3 separate regions of the Sus scrofa genome follow, and regions 1 and 2 are each linked to region 3. A link is a contact called in public HiChIP or PLAC-seq and promoter capture Hi-C data. All regions are on one chromosome and are shown on one strand. Each heading gives the region's core, a stretch centred on a gene start, on an enhancer-like site or on the middle of the called end of the contact. The rest is flanking DNA. Distances are from core to core; before and after follow the strand shown. Region 1 overlaps PUM1 (pumilio homolog 1). Region 2 has its middle 69 kb from the start of PUM1. Region 3 holds the start of PUM1 (pumilio homolog 1).

Region 1 (3,143 bases), core at 595-3,094, 68 kb before region 3:
GCACGACTCCTAGTAAGCCCAGGAGTGACAGTTAAGAGCATAGTTAAAAAGTGGTAAGCCTATAAAATGAATTTCCTACTTCGCCACTGCCTATGTAAATTCAGCCCTTACTTCTGAATATTGGGCTAAGTGTGGTCTAACATTATTCCAATTCAATTACTCTGTACATTTCATCTTGGGATATATGACCTGCCAATCTGTACCACCACCACCCCAGTTCCACAATGTCTCACACTTTATTGCATCAATAATTCACCGATCATCCTTAACTTGAATTTTTTAATCCTTCAAAACATGTTACATGTAACCGTGAAATTCTCTCACAAAGAGTACTCTAAAAAGTGTTTATTGGTTGTCTTCCAGTGCCTGTCTCTTAGTAGGGAGACTTCAAGCGAGCATGTTAAGCTGAAGCATTGACACAATAGAATCTACCTCTCAACTGCTTCAAACTACAAAGATTGAAAGACTGGACCTAAAAGAACTGACATGGTGCCAAGCACACTGATGTCCTGTTTTCTAAGGAAATTCAGCCTACCTCCTCTTACCAACATCCTAAGACAAGGCCTGGACATTTAAAGCAAATGTGTCTTGGTTTCCAAAAGGAAAAGGTTTGGTATAGTGACCTGACATGGTACAGAGAGCTTTGCAAAACTAAACTGAAGGGTTAGGTAATTGTGGCTTTTGTAAAACTAAAGAGAGGTGACCTCGCTTGTCCCCAGCACAGACTTCTGCTTTAAGAAACAAACAAATACACCTGCACCAAAAGAAAGCTCCAGGTAAGAAGTAAGATCCAATCAGAACATGATGAGAGCTACTGTACAGCATTTGAGTCACCATAACCAAAATTTCACTGAGCAGGGGGGGAAATCACAAATGGAAGCTCAAGTAGCAGACACTCTGTTGTGAAGAGGTAGGCCTGTAAATGCAAAATAGATATTCTCAAAGTAGTTCTTCACCACCTCTGGCCCAGAAAGACCAGACTCAGGAATCTTCACAATCTTGGACCTTATAAATACCAGTTCAAAGCCCATTTTACTTTCAAATCATTCTTTGCTCAAAAAAGACAGAAAAAGAAAGATCTCATGGCTAATATGAATAGAGGAACATACAAGAAGGAACTGAAAAGGAATACACAATTTAAGGTTCATGTGGCAATAAGATGTAAACTATAGTTCTGGTTCTGGCAGCAAATGAGATATGACTTTCACATCTTCTAAGTGTAAGACCGTTATTGATTCAAAAGGAGTAAGTAACAGCCAATTAAGCACGGAGATCCCAAACCAGATGTGGGAATATGACAGGATTCTAAAAACAAGAAGAGCTTTCAAAATGTCCAGAGGTACAGCTCCCCCTCCCACAGAGGTAAAACTGACAGAAGCTATGTACTCATTTTCATATCCCCAGCACTGATTATAGAGTGCCAAGCAGAAGCTCAAAAACTACGACAAGGAAAACCGAAATGATCCAAAAAACCCTGCAAAACTAACTGCTAAAATAAGAAGGATCCTCCCATCATTTTTATCACCAGGCGTCCAGGAGGTGGTGATAACTCTACCTGAATTAAACACCACTAATGTTAACAATAAAAAAGTATCAGAAGATCATCCTACCAACAACACACTTAAGTGATCATCCACAACTCTATAAATCAAGTCACAGACTCAGGAAGAGCAAGTTCCACTCCAATTTTTCACAAGGAGTTCAAAAGGGCTATAGTCAAAAATGGGAAGGAAATGCAATAAAGCAACAGTAGGAAGTTTCACCGACAAGAAAGAAATCTGGGTACAGAACAGACTCACTCACCAAATGAACATTCTTCATGATCTCTCCTCAGTGACCCTTCACGAGGGCTTGCCAAAAAGCTATTCCCCTTCTGTATGCCAAATGTTCTGGCCTGAACACTCATCACTAAGCTTACATTCTCAATTATACTGCCAAGGGCTAGATTTTCAAAGATATCCCTGGAATGAGCTGGTTTTTGCCAATAGTGTATAGTCTATTATGTAAAATACAGCTACCTGGTTCTCCACTCTGAACAGTCTATTAATGCTACAGCAGAACAACAGGTTCCTTCTATTTGTTGGTGAGGGACTTCCACACTTAATCTGGATGGAATACATGGGGTATTTTCAATGTGCAGAAATTAATGAAGATGAATATTTATGACCTGTATCCTTTCATATACATGGGTCATATTTCAATAGAACGTTTTAACAATTCAGTAAATCAATAAAAGCCCTAAATTAAAATAATTGACATGAAGCCTAATTTCTGAATGACACCAAAAGCACAAAGAAAGCTATTCTGTCCAAGGTCTATTATTAAGAGAATAACAGGAGTTCCTGTTGTGGCTCAGGGGATTAAGAATCTGACATAGTGTCCGTGAGGATTCAGGTTTGATCCCTGGCCTCGCTCAGTGGGTTAAGGATCTAGCATTGCCACAAAGCTCGCAGATGCAGCTCGGATCTTGAGTTGCTGTGGCTGTGGCTGTGGCTGACAGCTATGGTTAAAATTTGACCCTAGCCCAGGAACTCCCATATGCCTTGGGGGTGACCATAAAAGGGAAAAAAAGAGATAGAGAAATACAGAACACAGGGTTTAAAATCATAAAAATTATCTCTTAGAAATCTAAAGACCCTACAGAGAGAATAAAGGTAAAAATGGGCTGATATGTTTTATGGTATTCTCAAGTTGTTTTTAGGTTTTTTTTGTTGTTTTCAAAGGCCACACTCAAGGCATATGGAAGTTCCCAGGCCAGGGACTGAACCTGAGCAGCAGCTGTGACACTGGCTCCTTTAAACCACTCCGCTGAGCCAGGGATCAAACCCACGCCTCTGCAGCAACCCAAGGCACTGCAGTCATATTCTTAACCCATTGCATCACAGCAGAAACGCCTCAAAAGTTTTTAATGTTTAAGAGAAGGTATTCATAGCCATAGGATCTTTAGGAAAATACTAACACAGACAATACAGAAACTACAGTCTATCTCAACTGCTAACACTTACTGGTATTAGTATTTACTGGACTTTGAACAGGTCATTAAACCTGAGTCTTTAGTTTTCTTGTCTATAAAACAGGGATCATTTTGTTTAAAACAGAGCAGTTATAAACATCAATAAAATGATACATATGGAAAAGTTTTA
Region 2 (3,236 bases), core at 489-2,988, 69 kb after region 3:
ACGGCAACGCCGGATTGTTAACCCACTGAGCAAGGACAGGGACCGAACCCGCAACCTCATGGTTCCTAGTCGGATTCGTTAACCACTGCGCCACGACGGGAACTCCTCAACTTTTTTTAAAAAAGCAGGAGTTCCCGAAGCTCCTTTCATGGCTAGCACTTACCAACCCGACAAGGATGCATGAGGATGTGGGTTCAATCCCCGACCTCAGTCAGTGGGTTAAGGATCTGACGTTGCCTTGAACTGTGGTGTAGGTCACAGACACTGTTTGGATCCTCCATTGCTGTGGCTGTGGTGTAGGCTGGCAGCTGCAGCTCCAATTTGACCCCTAGCCCAGGAACTTCCATATGCCTCAGATGCGTCCATAAAAAAAAAAAGTATTTGAATGCAGAAAGTTATTGCCTACTACTATCCTGTGTGACAGGATAACTCCAGGAGTGTGTAGGTGTGTGGGAGCAAGCAGGGAAGACCTTTATTTAAGTGAGACTTTAAAGATCTGAAGAAGGCAGGCGTTCCCGTCGTGGCGCAGTGGTCAACGAATCCCACTAGGAACCATGAGGTTGTGGGTTCAATCCCTGGCCTTGCTCAGTGGGTTAAGGATCCGGCGTTGCTGTGAGCTGTGGCGTAGGTTGCAGACACAGCTCGGATCCCTTGTTGCTGTGGCTCTGGTGTAGGCCTGTGGCTACAGCTCCAATTCGACCCCTAGCTTCGGAATCTCTATGTGCTGTGGGAGCAGCCTTAGAAAAGGCAAAAAGACAAAAAACAAACAAACAAAACAAAAATCTGAAGAAGGCAAAGAATCGTCCTGCAAAGTGGGATGAAAGGAAAGAGGTGAACTTTAGCTAGCTTTTTATCAGTGGAGACTTTCCAAAGCCAACCACCTAGCATTCACTTTGTGCCTGCAGCTTTCATAGCTGTGTTTTCACAGTTAATCTCCCAGCAGAGTTCCTTTCTGCAGCGGAAAGGAATCCCACTAGGAGCCATGAGGTTGTGGGTTCTATCCCTGGCCTCACTCAGTGGGTCAAGGATCCGGCGTTGCCATGAGCTGTGGTGTAGGTCGCAGACACAGCTCGGATCCTGAGTCGCTGTGGCTCTGGCGTAGGTCGGCAGCTACAGCTCCTATTGGACCCCCTAGCCTGGAAATCTCCATGTGCCTCGCGTGTGGCCATATTGAGAAGAAAAAAAAAATTAATCTCCCAGCAACAGTGATCAGCATTTTGGCTCCCATTTTACAAGTGAGCAAACTAAGGTACAGGGAAGACAAAAGAATTGCTCAACGCCAACGAGGACGTGGCAGGAGCCAGGTTTCAGGGCTGCAGATTTGGTGTCATGGTCCCAAACCGTAACCTGAAACATTAACCACAGACTCTCCAGGTTGGGAGGGCTAGAGCAAAGGAATGTTCTATGGAACAAAAGAAGGGCTGGGCCGGCGCGATCGCACCTCCCACCTCCCCAGGCGCCAACCGCCAGTCCTACAGGGAGGATAGGGTGCGGGTGGAGGCGCCAAGGTCCGGTTCCACTTTGCTGAGTCAGCGACTCCCAAAACCGGCGGGTTGGCTGTGGAACAAAGGGAGTCCGCGGGGCGAAGGGGTGGGGCTCGAGCCGGGAAAGCTGGAGTTGGAGAGCGGCGGCCAGGCTCGACCCGGGAGACCGGGCGGGAGCGGCCGGGTTCAGAGAGGGGTGGGCGGGGCCCTCTCTGAAGGAACTAGGCGGGGCTGGGAAGAGCCGGAAGCGGGGGCGAGGCGCTCCTTGAGGGGTGGGGCTGGAGGCGGGGCCCAAGCTCCGGGAGCGGCGGGCGGGAGGGACCCTATGGGGCGGAAGGCGGGAGGTCGGAAGGGGCACGATGGGCGGGGCCGAGGGCCAGTCGCCGAGGCCCTGGACTTTTCCAGGACGCTGCTAGCTCCACAGCCTCCCCTGCTGGTCCCCGCCGGAATGGCCGCCCTGCGGACCCGGAGGTCCGAGACTCTGCTGAGCCTTGCGGCAAGTCCTTCCCCCTGCGTGGATGCTGCTTCCTCTCCTATGAAATGATGACCACCCGCCAACCCTTAACAAACATGTATTTTGTATTTGCTCAAAAGAACTGTACTAATCACAGTGTGTAATTATCTTGTTTTTACTTTTTGGTTGTTTTCGTCTTCCCTGAGACTGTAGGTAGGCCCTGATCTTGCTCACCACTGTGTTTGCAGTGCACAGCACTGGTGGGTGGTAGGTGGACAACTGTTGGATGAATGGATGTGAATATTAGACATCTGTCTGAAAAGTGCCTCTTCTACCAGGAGATTTTCTTTTGGGTTTTTTTTTGATTTGTTTGTTTGTTTTGTCTTTCTCTCTTTTTAGGGCCGCACCCGAGGCATATGGAAGTTTCCAGGCTAGGGGTCGAATCGGAGCTTCAGCTGCTGGCCTACGCCACAGCCACAGATGCCATCGGCCAGATCCGAGCCGCATCTACGACCTACACCACAGCTCATGGCGACGCCAGATCCTTAACCCACTGAGCGAGGCCAGGGATCGAACCCAAAACCTCATGGTTCATAGTCGGATTTGTTTCTGCTGCACCACAATAGGAACTCCTACCAGGAGATTTTCATCCAGCTCACCCCCTCCAGGTTTTCCAGGTGTTTTCCCTGCCCCCTTACTCATCTTTTTCCAGTTTGTCCCACAGATCCTCCAAAATTCTTCTCACCCTGTATGTAGAGCCTGTTCCATTTTCTCCAGCCCCTATTCCCAAATGCATCTACAAATCCAGCTCCCCCAGAAATTTAGAAGAAACAAGAGAGCTACTCTATTAAGCATAGGGTTTTTGTTTCCTTTTTTTTTTTTTTTTTTATGGCCTAACCCATAGCATATGGAAGTTCCTGGGCAAGGGATGGAATCCCAGCCACAGCTGCAACCTACACCACAGCTCTAGCAAAGGCAGACCCTTAACCCACTGCTCCACAGGAGGAACTCCACACAGTGGTGGTTTTCAATGTCCCCAGAAGCTCCCATTGTGGCTCAGTGGATTAAAAACACATCATAGTGTCCATAAGGATGCGGGTTTGATCCCTGGCCTTGCTCAGTGGGTTAAGGATGAGGCGTTGCCTCGAGCTGCAGCAAAGGTCACAGATGCAGCTCGGATTTGGTGATGCTGTGGCTGTGGCATAGACCAGCAGCTGCAGCTCCAGTTCAACCCTTAGCCTGGGAACTTCCATATGCCTAATAAATAAATAAACAAACATCCATTATCATTTCACCCC
Region 3 (3,304 bases), core at 222-2,721:
ATCTCAAACCCAAACGAAACTTCAAACACAACTTCAAAAAAAACTGTGGCCTTGAACAAAATGAATCCAGTTGTGGCCAAGGCACAACGCTAACTCATAAAGTTCAAAATCCAGTGAGTATTTCTCAAAAATCTAGATAAAGAATCAACAGCCCCCAAGAGTGTTTTATAAAGTTAAAATCAGCAATGAGTCAAAATGTTTATTTTGCTTACTAAAACTGCACTGGGAGCCACCTCTGTCCTGGCGAGTTTAAATGTGTTTTACTTAAAACAAACAAAAGCTACAACTACAAACCTACGGTTTCAAAAAGACCTGATTTTAAAACAGAACCCCCAAAATAGCCTTATAAACTCCCAGTCTCGATCTCAGGCAGAGCAGGAAGGGAACGAAGTGATATCGACAACTAAGAACCGTGTTTTCTTAATCGGACAACGAAGAGTATCCTTCCAGTTATAGAGGATAAAACCTACCCCGATAATGTTGTGGGGGAGGGGGAATGTGGGGGGGGGAGCAAAGTTACAGCAGAGTAGTCCTCACTTGACGTGGGAGTGGTACTGACAAGTATAACAAATTATCTATGTTTACCAAGAACGTCGGTGAGGACTAAAACTATCTAGCACTCTGTATCTGTTTACTTACTAGCGAGGCGTGAACCCCTCTCCGAGTTGAGACAGACACGCACCAACACCGGGAAGCTCCAAGAGCGAGAACCCACCAAAAACAAGCTCTCACGGAAACAAAAGGCCACAAGTACCCAGGAGCCTAAAAAGCGATCTGAAACTTCCTGATCGCCTACTTCTCCACATTTAAGGCTCGCAAAGTTCCCCCACGGTGGGTTCTCGCCTGCAGAAAAGGGCCACGGCTGCTTCTAAAGCGATTTATTGTTCCTCCTGCTCCGGCGCTGCCTCGGAAGCTCAAGAAGTCGAAGAAATCCAGGGTGGCACAGAATTACACTCCACGGCCACACAGAAGACTCGGGGCTTCGCAAACCCATCAAAAAAGCAACGCGAACGGCAACATCAATCTTCGGGGGCTCCAACAAGGCCGAGCAGTAACGTAAAGGCACGTCTATGCCCTGGGCCCGGGCCTAAACCCCCTGCATTTTCCTCGCTCGAACCCCGCTCCCCACCCCCTCCCTCCTTTGATAACAATAGGGGCCTTGCTGCTGACTCCAAAACATGTACGAGGAACAGCGAGTGAGAAGCCTCAGCCAGGGCCCCGGCGGCTTTTCCAAAGCCCTTCTCAACCCCCCAACCGATCTCAAACACCAATACAAAGGGACAATCTGCTCGCTGGGGGTCCGGAGCAGCGTTTGGGGCTGGCGGGGTGCGGATACTCACAGGCGGAGCGGTAGGATGAAGATGGATTTCAGCCCCCCGATCTTCTCTCTCCAGCGCTCTCGCTCCCCCTTACCTTTCACTCCGACAACATGGCGGCCCACTGGGGACTGGGCTGGCGCGGTGCATCATGGGATAGGCTCGGGCCCGGACTCCGGCTGTGGCAGCGGCATGTGCGGAGAAGGCAGGCAGCTCTGGAACAGGTTGCCTGGTTGCCATGCCAACCTGGGGCCTGTGTGAACTTGGGAAACTCGCAGGCAACACAACTGCTGCGCGCGCGAGTGCCCGCCCGCTAGGCGAGCGCGCGCCGCCGCGGACAGAAGGCGGCGTCCCGCGGGCCCGCACTGGAGCGCCGGCGGTGCGCATCTCCCAACCCGGCACCACCGCACGGAGCTGGGCACGCGGCGGGGTCCGGGCAGTGACCTTAGCCGCGACACCTCCCGCCCCCGCGCTCTCCCAGTTTCACCGGCAGATTGTACCTGCCTACAGGTTAATGGTCTCTTATTCCAAGGCTCTGGCGTGACAGGTGCTGGGTTCCGACCCCTTTGCTTGCAGCTTTTTACCTCTGTAGCTTTGTTTATAATCTTCCTGCCGCTTTGCCCCATTTGTAAAATGGGAAAATGAGAATTGCTACCTAACACCCTTGTACTGAGGATTAAATGCATTATTATTGTATTTAATAATGTGAAATGCTTAGTGCAGTGCCTGGGACTTGTAAACAGGCCACTACAGAATTTGCACAAAATGAAAGTGCGGGGGGTGGGGGACTGGGGGGTCTTGTTCAAAACTGTTAACGAATTTCAAGACTGCGATAGAACATTAAACCAAAACCAAGACCCAAAGCCAACCTTGTTTGTAGGCACTCATTCAGTGTTAGCTGTTGTTACTCGTTACAGTATCGAAAAAGAATAAATATTTGGCCATTTGATGAACGTGACTTTTCAAATCAGTAGTATTTCATAAGATACAGTTACTATATCTCAAACTAAACCCAGGATGGATTGAAAAAGTATGCAAACCACAACACTATAAAAGACCAGAAGAGGACATAGGGGGGAAAGCTTTATAATTAGAGAAGGGAAATGTTTATACGAAATGTTTATAATGAAACAAAATCAATAAATTATTTTAAAAATTGAAGTGTTCCTGCTGTGGCACAGCAGGTTAAGTATCGGCATTGCCACAGCTGTGGTGTGGGTCACAGCTGTGGCTTGGATTGGATCCCTGGCCCAAGAATTCCATATATCACTGGTGCAGCCAAAAAAAAAAAGATCGAAAGAAATGTAAACATCTATACAGTAAGAGATGCCACCATCAATGAATAAATGAGAAGATGGCTTTAAAATATTGTAATGCTCATAGTAGACAAATGGCTAATCTTCATATAAATACAGAAATTCTCTAATCAATTAAAAAAGAGCAATCCAAAATAGATTTAAAATCATTAATGGCCAATAAACACATAAAAGATAACTAATGTGGGACTGAGGGATGAAGGGGGGGGCAGAGAGAGGGGACTGCTAGTAGGTATGTATTTCTTTTGGGGGTGTCTAAAAAGTTTTAGAATTAGATTGCAGTGATGGTTGCACAACTCAGAATATGCTAAAACCACTGAACTATGTGAGCTTTAAATGGGTGTAGTTTATGGTATGTGAAATATCTCTCAATGAGGCTGTAAAAATGAAAAAAATAATAAAAAGGAATGCAAATTCAAAATACATTTTCATCTATTAAATACACTGGCAACAATTTAAATGAAAATTAACACCTTGTTTTAGCAAATTTTGTGAGAAAATCAGCACTCATACTGTTCATACTGTTTGAGAAGGTATTACTTTCTATGTTATTTTTATTTAAAAGATAAAAGAGTGAGATTTTTATTTCTGGGAAAGAAGATAAGACTTGGAAGTTAAAGACCTGAGTTCCCCTACTTCCGGGCTGTTTGACCTTGGATAAGTGCTTGAGTG

What was found. Promoter capture Hi-C pulls out the DNA fragments that hold promoters and counts their contacts. HiChIP or PLAC-seq counts read pairs in DNA pulled down with a chosen protein or histone mark.
Region 1: an H3K27ac HiChIP or PLAC-seq map of alveolar macrophages shows a contact between it and region 3. The contact joins the enhancer-like site here to the promoter of PUM1 in region 3. A contact is called at or near these places in 1 of 5 promoter capture datasets (fetal liver), 7 of 47 Hi-C or Micro-C datasets (blood, liver and skeletal muscle) and 2 of 2 datasets of contacts at active chromatin or transcription factors (alveolar macrophages and skeletal muscle).
Region 2: a promoter capture Hi-C map of liver shows a contact between it and region 3, with 5 times the contacts expected there. The contact joins the enhancer-like site here to the promoter of PUM1 in region 3. A contact is called at or near these places in 1 of 5 promoter capture datasets (liver), 9 of 47 Hi-C or Micro-C datasets (alveolar macrophages, embryonic fibroblasts, epiblast stem cells and 3 more) and 1 of 2 datasets of contacts at active chromatin or transcription factors (alveolar macrophages).

The regions. Positions count from the first base shown.
Region 1 is chr6:87,618,062-87,621,204 of Sscrofa11.1, forward strand. All of the region lies in intron 5 of PUM1 (pumilio homolog 1), which reads right to left. Among named protein-coding and RNA genes, the nearest start is that of PUM1, 68 kb to the right of the region's middle. Within about 2 kb of position 1,845, at least 2 of the 83 cell types and tissues checked have an H3K27ac peak or open chromatin away from gene starts, as enhancers often do. A contact at or near this core is called in alveolar macrophages, where this site is marked.
Region 2 is chr6:87,754,958-87,758,193 of Sscrofa11.1, forward strand. No RefSeq gene overlaps it. Among named protein-coding and RNA genes, the nearest start is that of PUM1, 69 kb to the left of the region's middle. Within about 2 kb of position 1,739, at least 68 of the 83 cell types and tissues checked have an H3K27ac peak or open chromatin away from gene starts, as enhancers often do. A contact at or near this core is called in alveolar macrophages, embryonic fibroblasts, epiblast stem cells and 2 more, where this site is marked.
Region 3 is chr6:87,686,012-87,689,315 of Sscrofa11.1, forward strand. It overlaps PUM1 (pumilio homolog 1), which reads right to left and starts at 1,472. Exons shown (of 22, transcript XM_021095736.1): 1 at 1,341-1,472.